Linked DNA regions of Zea mays: all the other regions are linked to region 3. A link is a contact called in public Hi-C data. All regions are on one chromosome and are shown on one strand. Each heading gives the region's core, a stretch centred on a gene start, on an enhancer-like site or on the middle of the called end of the contact. The rest is flanking DNA. Distances are from core to core; before and after follow the strand shown. Region 1 holds the start of LOC103641148. Region 2 holds the start of LOC100383496. Region 3 holds the start of LOC100280572 (flower-specific gamma-thionin).

Region 1 (2,700 bases), core at 116-2,615, 140 kb after region 3:
ACAAAAGCGGCGGCGTGTAGCCCGTTTTTTACAGCTATCCTCCTATACTCACCTAAACCGTTCTGGCCCATATTCATGGCATGTTCCAAATATCCTGTGTGATTTGTATGTCACGAGATTTACGTGAACCGACATGTTACGATTACCTGCCAATTGTGTTACAGCTTCATAAACATGGCTCACCACCACGTGCGACCCCACCACGTTCCCGGATGACGCGCGCGACACCCCCACTACCCGATCTGACCACACATGTCGCGTCAGATGGATATGCATTTGTTATTGGTAATTTAAACAAGCATAAAAGCCGAACCACCTCCTGATCACGTCCCGAGACACAACTATGCCAATTTACGCAGCCAATATCGGCAAAATACGCAAGCATAAACGCGCGACCCACGTTTGACATCTACGATCCCGTCGTACCCGAGCACCCCCACTATTACCATTTACGCATTCGTTTCATTCAAATTCCGTATGCATAAACGCGTAACTGCCCACGTACGACCCCACCATGACTCGGTGCATGCGCGCGGTACTCCCACCACCTGCCACGTCGTCCCGCGCCCGCACACCTACCCTGGCCGGGGCTCTCTCCAGTAATGGAAGCCCAACCCTATATATATATATATATATATATATATATATATATATATATATATATATATATATATATATATATATATATATATATATATATATATATATATCATTGTGGGTTCGTATGTTTGCGGGCACGGGTATAATATTTTCATACCCATGAGAAAAACCCGTCGGGTTGAGAATGAAACACATACCCCACGGGTACAAACTAATACCTAAATCTGTATCTTATAGTGTTTTTCCACGTGGGTAAAATATGCCCGTTGCCATCTCCAGGGGAGAGGAAACTCCCCCACATACGGGAAAGCACTATTCATCACATAGATTCATCGCATAAGTTAATTACATCATTCCTTTATGATATTTATCTTGTTTAAGCTCCGAAATATGAAAAAATTATGAATTGAGGCACATCTCTTCTGCTTTTAGATGATGTCTAAGGTCGATTCAGTAGTTTACAATATCACAATCCTAAACATAACTACTTTTTTTTTCACATATACTCCATCCGATTAAACAATTGAATCTTTGAAAAGCACACAGATATGGTATGGTCGTATGGAACATTATATTCCTCAGCATTTTACTCCCAAAGTAGTAAAAGAACACACGGACGTTGGCATATCAAGCTCGTAAAAGACCTTTCATTGCACGTGTCGTGTACTGCCTGCCCATCTTTTAGATGGACGCATTTCCTTCTGTCACAGGTCAACGTGCAGAAAAAAACGGCGGATGAAAAGAGCAACAACAAATCCAATCATCGAATCCGGTAGTGTGCAAGAGCGATCAAGAGAGTGCTTGCGTGCGCTGTTTTGGTAAAGTGGAGAGGAAGGCGAGTAGAGCCAGCTGACGAGTGACGCCACGCGTGCGTGCGTGCTGTGCCTGCCTGGCGGGCTTCTGGCCTTCTCCTCCCTCTCTGCACGGGGAAAAGAATAGAAAGGAGCCTTCCGCTCTCACGACGTCTCGACCCGTCGACCGCTTCGCCACCACAACCCCGCCGGAACCCTAACCCTAGCAGCGGGAGCCCCATCCGCCGGGCCGTACCGATGGGACGGTGAGTCATCCGTGCTCCCCCCCCGCGCCCTACTACTCCTTCCCACTATCCCTCGCTCCCTCCCTCTCCCACGGGCCTCTCGGGTGACGGGTGGAGAGGGCGTGCCGGTACACGGTGGGATTCGGTGTCCTCCGGGAGGTTTGGTCTGGTCCGGTTGGGAAATCTGGTGTGGGATTTATGCTGTTCTTTTTACTGGGTTCAGTGTGTGTGTATGTGTGGAAATTGCGGGCTCCGCTTCTGGGTGGGTGGGCTGGGAAGAAGTTCGGTGCGGTAAGCAGTGGCGCACGGGGAAGATCGTAACTTTAGGTCGAGACGAGTAGGAATTCAAGTTCCATTTTTCCTTGGGTTTTTTACTAGGCTAGTGCCTAGTGAACTTGGAGTATGTGATTTGCTCTTCTGGTGGAATTTGGGTTTGGAGATGTCCCGTTTTTCGGGTTCATAGGACAAAAAAAAAGTATATATAACCAGTGGTCTGGTGGTGGAGTGATGGATGGATGGAGGGAGATGAAGTGACTAGTGAGCACCATGCGGTTCCTACCACGAAACCATGCCTTCAGCCCGGTTTTAACCCATCTGGCGTGAATTTTTTACTTTTGTTTTTGCCTAATGCCATTCTGCAAACACTTCTGCCGCCTGCTGGCACATTTGTTGCCCTGGTGGTATATGACTGTCCGTAGATTTAACTTGTCCTTTCTTTTTATTACTTGCTGTGTTTCATGAAACTCCTAAATCCTACCAAATTTCACTTATAAAAAAACACTAGCGTGAGGTAGACTTTTTGTGACAAAATTGGCGCTGTAGCAAAGTTTATTATCATAAACATTGGAAGCACACAGCAGCCTCAACCGCTCCTACGATAACAATTGATGAATTGTCTGTCCTCTGCTTTAGGGGGTGTTTGAATTCACTAGAGCTAATAGTTAGTTAGCTAAAAATATACGAGTAGAATTAGCTAGCTAACTAGTAGCTAATTTACTAAAAATAGCTAATAGCTGAACTATTATCTCTAGTTCATTCAAACACCCCCTTACTCCAATTTTATC
Region 2 (2,701 bases), core at 40-2,539, 190 kb after region 3:
AGGGTTAGGAAGGGAGTTAGGAAGGTTAACCTAGAAGATCAATTCCAAAATCTAAACGAAACTCCGCGGATTTGGGAAGTTCCAAACTGAATTGAGCATCAAGTGCCCTATAGCCCTTTGTTAGACTATCATGAACAATGTATGTACTTGGTCTTCAACTGTTCTCAAGATGTTCGAGTTTTTCTTGTGGCGATAAGGATTTTTTTGATCGACTGATTTTAGTTAGGGTTTTGTCCTTTTTTCTTAATTTACTTGTGTTCTAGTTTCCCTATCGGGGGTGTTTGGCATGGCTCCACTCTACCTTAGATCAGCTCTACTCTAAAAATCTAGGATGAAGGAGGTCTGGAGTTTTTTTAGGATTCTGGAGTAGTAAGGAGCCACTCTACAAAAATTATAATGCACCTTTCAAAACTCTATAAAGTTTACAACTCTAGAGCTAGAGTGTTTAGTTGGTTCTGGTCAGCTCCTCTTCAGAATTTTGCTCTGAAACCATGCAAACACCTACACATGTTAGTAGCCTTGTTTTATTTTTTTATAAATAAGTTTTTTCTACTGTAGTTGTGTGAACTTTTGTAATAGATATTCTCATTTGTACTAAAAACACATGTTCCATATGCTAAAAAAGCATGCAAATACAGAATATTTTATATCTTTTAAATAATTTATTTTGCTTATATTCTCTCATCTGCATCCACACACAATATCGCGTACATTGAAATGCTTTTGGACCTCTCGTGCACGCTCAAAGGTGAGCTTAATTTCGTGCCTAGATTGCACCATAGGTTGAAATCATCTTTGGATCAATTTTTTATGCTCGTGTGTACACTGCTCTAACTCATTCTGTCTTGTTTAGTTTTTTTTTATTTCTTTTTTGTTACGTGTTTTCTTTCTTTTTTATTCTTTTTCATTTCATGTTTTTATTCTGTCTTGTGTATAAGCACAAAGGAACTAAAAAATAGACTGGACTTTTAGCTCGTACATACATGTATAACATGTTAGTTAATCGTATATCACTACTGTTTCTATATATATGATATATATTTTCTTTATACCACACAAATCAACATGACCTTGATTAGAGGCGATTGAGACCATGGTTCAAATTCTGACAATTGATTTTTTATATTATATTTTACTGACGTATTATATTAGCGCATTATAGTAGTAGAGATGACTCTAAATATTTTGCCATAAAATCTTGGTCTTCACAAGGTGGTTTGACCTTTTTGCCCCTAAGCAGAAGCACCTGGCTCAAATATTCTCTGGAACGGCCGGCCGCGCCGACCACCGAACTGCACTGCAGACTGCAGAGCACCTCTCCTGTCTCCTCATCTCACGCTGACAAGATCCAATCACGACGCTAATCAGTCGTCCTAATTAATCGGCGGCCCCGTGATCGGATCGTACCCGCCGCAGATCACCACTGTCCAAGTGCCCAGTCGTAGATCCCGTGATCTTTTTTTTCTCGGTGGGGTTGCTGCTGCGGCTTGAAAGATGACGGAGATGGTGGTGGCGGCTCGGACGCCGGCCCCCGCGGCGGGGAGGTGGGGCGCGGCGCCGCCGCAGGAGCTGCTGGAGAGGCTCAAGGACTACGGCCAGGAGGGTGCCTTCGCCTTCTGGGACGAGCTCGCGCCCGAGGAGCGCGACCGCCTCATCCGGGACATTGAGGTGAGCAGCCACATAAATTTGGGCTGCCTAAAGGTTTCTTCTTTCTGTTTCTCTTTTGCGTGGTAACTGTTAAGAGACGTGCAGATATTTTGGTGTAAAAATCTGTCCTTTCTGTTGAAATAAGGACACGTTACAAAAACTCTTCACAAAAAACTTGGTTTTTACATAAGGACTCGTCGTAAAAATCTGTTCTTTCTATTGAAATCTGATCCAGAGGACACAATTAATTTTGGCGTTGCAGTTGTGACAGGATTTAGGATGCAACTTATGTTACATGAAATATGGTGAATGAAATAAATAAAAAAGACAAGCTGTTTTGTTGTAGTGTGAGTGTGATCCTTGGCTCCTAATGTTGGTAATTGAGTTGATGTTGCCCTTGAGCACTGATCTCAATTGTCATTCCATAAGCGAAGTGAATGCATTGATGTCACTGAACTTCCCTGATTGACTGTGGCTGACTTCCTTTATGATTCAAATTTCAGAGCCTAGATCTTCCTAGAATTGATCGGATTGTCCGATGCTCGCTTAGATCACAAGGTGAGCTTTCTCTTAGCGTGCTTCAATATGCAGTATAAGTTCCAGTGAGTGCTCAAATATTTGATGGCGTTTTAATGCAAGTACAGGTGCTCCTATACCAACCTTTGAGCCTGTTCCTGAGTCAAGTGTCTCGACAGTGGATGACAGAACTCCTGAGGACAAAGAAAGGTGGTGGAGGAGGGGCTTGAGAGCCATTTCAGAGGGGAAGTTGGCTGTTGTTTTATTGGCTGGTGGCCAGGTATTCTAGGACTCACTTAGATTGCTATGTGGTTCAGTGGTTGTCCATATTATGTTTTATGGTATGATAGAAAACGCTCATATACTTTGCTATTTGTTTTTATCAACTGGGGACAGGGGACTAGGCTTGGCAGTTCTGACCCCAAGGGATGTTTCAGTAAGTCTTCCCACCCAAGCCATTGAATTTTAGTTTTGCTTTCTTCAATTAGTGCTATGAAATTAGACCTAAAAGCACACATTTTTTGGGGCGTGAATTTCT
Region 3 (2,700 bases), core at 78-2,577:
CCGTGACGACGGACGATGGGAGGGACCTCTATATAGCTGCGTCGATCTGGCCGGTGGCTGGAAGGAAGGATCTGGCGTTTCATCCCAGCGCTGATGCCGGCTGGCGTTTCTTGGCTACTAGGGAGACTCTGATGGTGCTGGATACTCAGTGGCAAAGAGTAGAGAAAGATACAAATGGCAGAACTGTTCACTGTATTGCAGGAACTATAGTTTATATACAAGAATATAAGTGATTTTTAATAATGTGTCCGTTGGAAATAACTGTTAGTAGTTGATCACATGAGATAACATGGTATACAACCAAATGTCGCCTCTCGAGAGGATGGGTCGGTGGGTCCCGGTTTGTATATATGACGTCGTCAGCCTGGCAAGAGGTTGATTGAGCTTAATACTAACTCTTGCGGTGGATGGAAATCGGAAACGGTCGCTGACCGGTGGGATCGCACAGTCTGCTGCTAGAAGCATGCAAAGGCTACATGCCGTGTTATTATTGTTATTAATATTTATTGCTGTCACGTTACATGACACCACATTACATGCATGCACGGTACGTAGGTTGTGCACAGCTAGCCAAGGGTGTTACTTAGTACTACCACAGTTCAGTTCTGGCAAGCCAAGGGTGTTTCAAGAGCTTTGCTTAGCACGCCTTCTGGCACCTGCAGTAGCGGAGGTGGCAGTAGCCGGCGGTCCACCCGCCGTCCTCCTTGACGCACTCGTTGCTGCAGAGGCGGTCGGAGATGCAGGGGAACGAGTGGTGCTGGCTCTTGCCCATGCACACCCGGGCCTCCGCCACCATCGTCGTCGTCGTCCCGCCGTCGTAGTCTGTGCGTGGATAGCGGAAGGAGGAAGAGTCCATGAGGCAGCAGAAATTAAGAATAATACGTGAATTAAATCAACGAATAAATCAGTATGCTTTTTTTATTACGTGAGAGCAGGAGCAGCGCCAGGAGGAGCGCGCACACGGTCGCCCTGGACTTGATGAGCTCCATCGCCGGCCGGCGTGGATCGGATCAGTGTTATTACGGACGGGACCGGAGACGCGCGTCCGTCCGATCAATCAATGGATCTATGGCCAGCGAGTTGCGAGCTCTATATAGCAGAGCAGGGTACTTATACTCACGTGGCAGCGCGGCACGTGGCGGCTCGCTCCCTGCCACCTGCTGCCACCGCACCGCGTGAGGCCAGCTAGCGGCCGGTGCTGCGAGCTCGTCGTCGACTCGAGACGACGTCAAGGACAACCTCCTCCGATCCCGTGCGTGGCAGACAGGCGAGGAGGGGTGGGTGGGTGGATCGGTACCATGCACCTAGAAAGTTTAGAACAGAAAGTTAGAATCAGCTGCTGGCGACGCTACGTACGGCACGCACTCGGCTCAGCGTGCTGCCCCTAGCTGACCTGGCGCGCATGCAGCCCGTGCGGGCAGCCACGTGCGCATGCGCGGCCGCCGCAGCTCGCCACGCGTCGCCGCTCTTGCATGCGCGCGCCGTCCACGGTCCACCGCCGGCCGCGCGCCCGGCCGCGCCTATATCTGCGAGCCAACAAGCAGGCAGGGTCATCCAGCATACGATCTGACGCTCATCCCACATCAGTAGTCGACCAAGCACAAGCAGCAGAGCCGGCCGGAATATGTGGACGATCAGGAAGGTGGCGACGCCGCAGGTGGCCGTCCTCCTGCTGCTCCTCATCGTCGTTGCGCGTACGTCACTATCACTATAGCTACACCACTAACATATATATACACACGCACACATCATCATGCGTACTACGCGTGCCTGCAATGCATGCAGAGGAGGCGGCGCCGTTGGCGGAGGCGCGCGTGTGCCGGCGCCGGAGCGCGGGCTTCAAGGGGGTCTGCATGTCCGACCACAACTGCGCGCAGGTGTGCTTGCAGGAGGGCTACGGCGGCGGCAACTGCGACGGCATCATGCGCCAGTGCAAGTGCATCAGGGAGTGCTAGCTAGCTAGGCTCTAGGATCTAGCAAGCTAGCTATATCGGCCTTTAATTAAATTAATAAGGATCGACGTCGTGGCCGGTCGCTAAATATGTACTACTATACGTCTACACTACATGCAATAATGCACCACATGTACGCGTACGCGCGCCGAGCTGTGTGGACGCCGCAGCTAGCATGCACGGCCATCGTTCCTATACGTCGTCGTCTGTCGTTCGAGTACTCATGAGCTGTGTCGTCGACGTCCACCCATGCATCCGGCCGCCACGCTTTGATGATGGTCATGACATCTTGACAATAAACACGTGCATGCAGTATTATATACATGTCCTGATGTTCGTATACTCTTATCGAAAAATTTAAGAGCGACAACAGTTTATTTTATATCAATAACTATGACAAGTTTGCATCCAAGTTACACTATTAACGACCTTTTGCTTGGTTTATCCCAGCTTGTGCTAGCTCACACCAAGTATTTGCCTGTACGTAATAATGTGTAATACAATTTTTATATTTTTTCCATGGCTGTTAAATATGTGAAATTGTTTCGAGATCGATAAAGATACGTGCTATGTAATCCTAATGTCTAATTTATCCTAATGTAAGTCAGCAACGTGCCAACACGGCCCGCCGGCCGCTACGATCGATGGGAGCCATGTCGCGTTCTCTCGATTTTTCTTGTCACATACATGCTCATCGGGAGTTACACTGGTGTGGACGGTGCATGTTCTCGCTTTCTCGTGTCGGCGT

What was found. Hi-C and Micro-C count contacts between places; a contact is called where the count stands out from the background.
Region 1: a contact with region 3 is called in a Hi-C map of leaf, with 5 times the contacts expected there. The contact joins the promoter of LOC103641148 here to the promoter of LOC100280572 in region 3. A contact is called at or near these places in 16 of 25 Hi-C or Micro-C datasets (bundle sheath, ear, endosperm and 5 more) and 1 of 3 datasets of contacts at active chromatin or transcription factors (seedling).
Region 2: a contact with region 3 is called in a Hi-C map of ear, with 2.0 times the contacts expected there. The contact joins the promoter of LOC100383496 here to the promoter of LOC100280572 in region 3. A contact is called at or near these places in 3 of 25 Hi-C or Micro-C datasets (ear, leaf and tassel).

The regions. Positions count from the first base shown.
Region 1 is chr10:64,901,454-64,904,153 of Zm-B73-REFERENCE-NAM-5.0, forward strand. It overlaps LOC103641148, which reads left to right and starts at 1,366. Exons shown (of 9, transcript XM_008664519.2): 1 at 1,366-1,657.
Region 2 is chr10:64,949,075-64,951,775 of Zm-B73-REFERENCE-NAM-5.0, forward strand. LOC100383496 reads left to right here and starts at 1,290. Exons shown (of 15, transcript NM_001176144.2): 1 at 1,290-1,668; 2 at 2,151-2,205; 3 at 2,292-2,443; 4 at 2,560-2,599. The coding sequence starts at 1,495.
Region 3 is chr10:64,760,450-64,763,149 of Zm-B73-REFERENCE-NAM-5.0, forward strand. It overlaps LOC100280572 (flower-specific gamma-thionin), which reads right to left and starts at 1,328. Exons shown (of 2, transcript NM_001153491.2): 1 at 926-1,328; 2 at 451-822. The coding sequence starts at 989. The coding sequence ends at 638. It overlaps LOC103641146 (bifunctional purine biosynthesis protein PurH), which reads left to right. Exons shown (of 12, transcript NM_001353089.1): 12 at 1-301. LOC100280744 reads left to right here and starts at 1,455. Exons shown (of 2, transcript NM_001329491.1): 1 at 1,455-1,694; 2 at 1,786-2,239. The coding sequence starts at 1,473. The coding sequence ends at 1,959.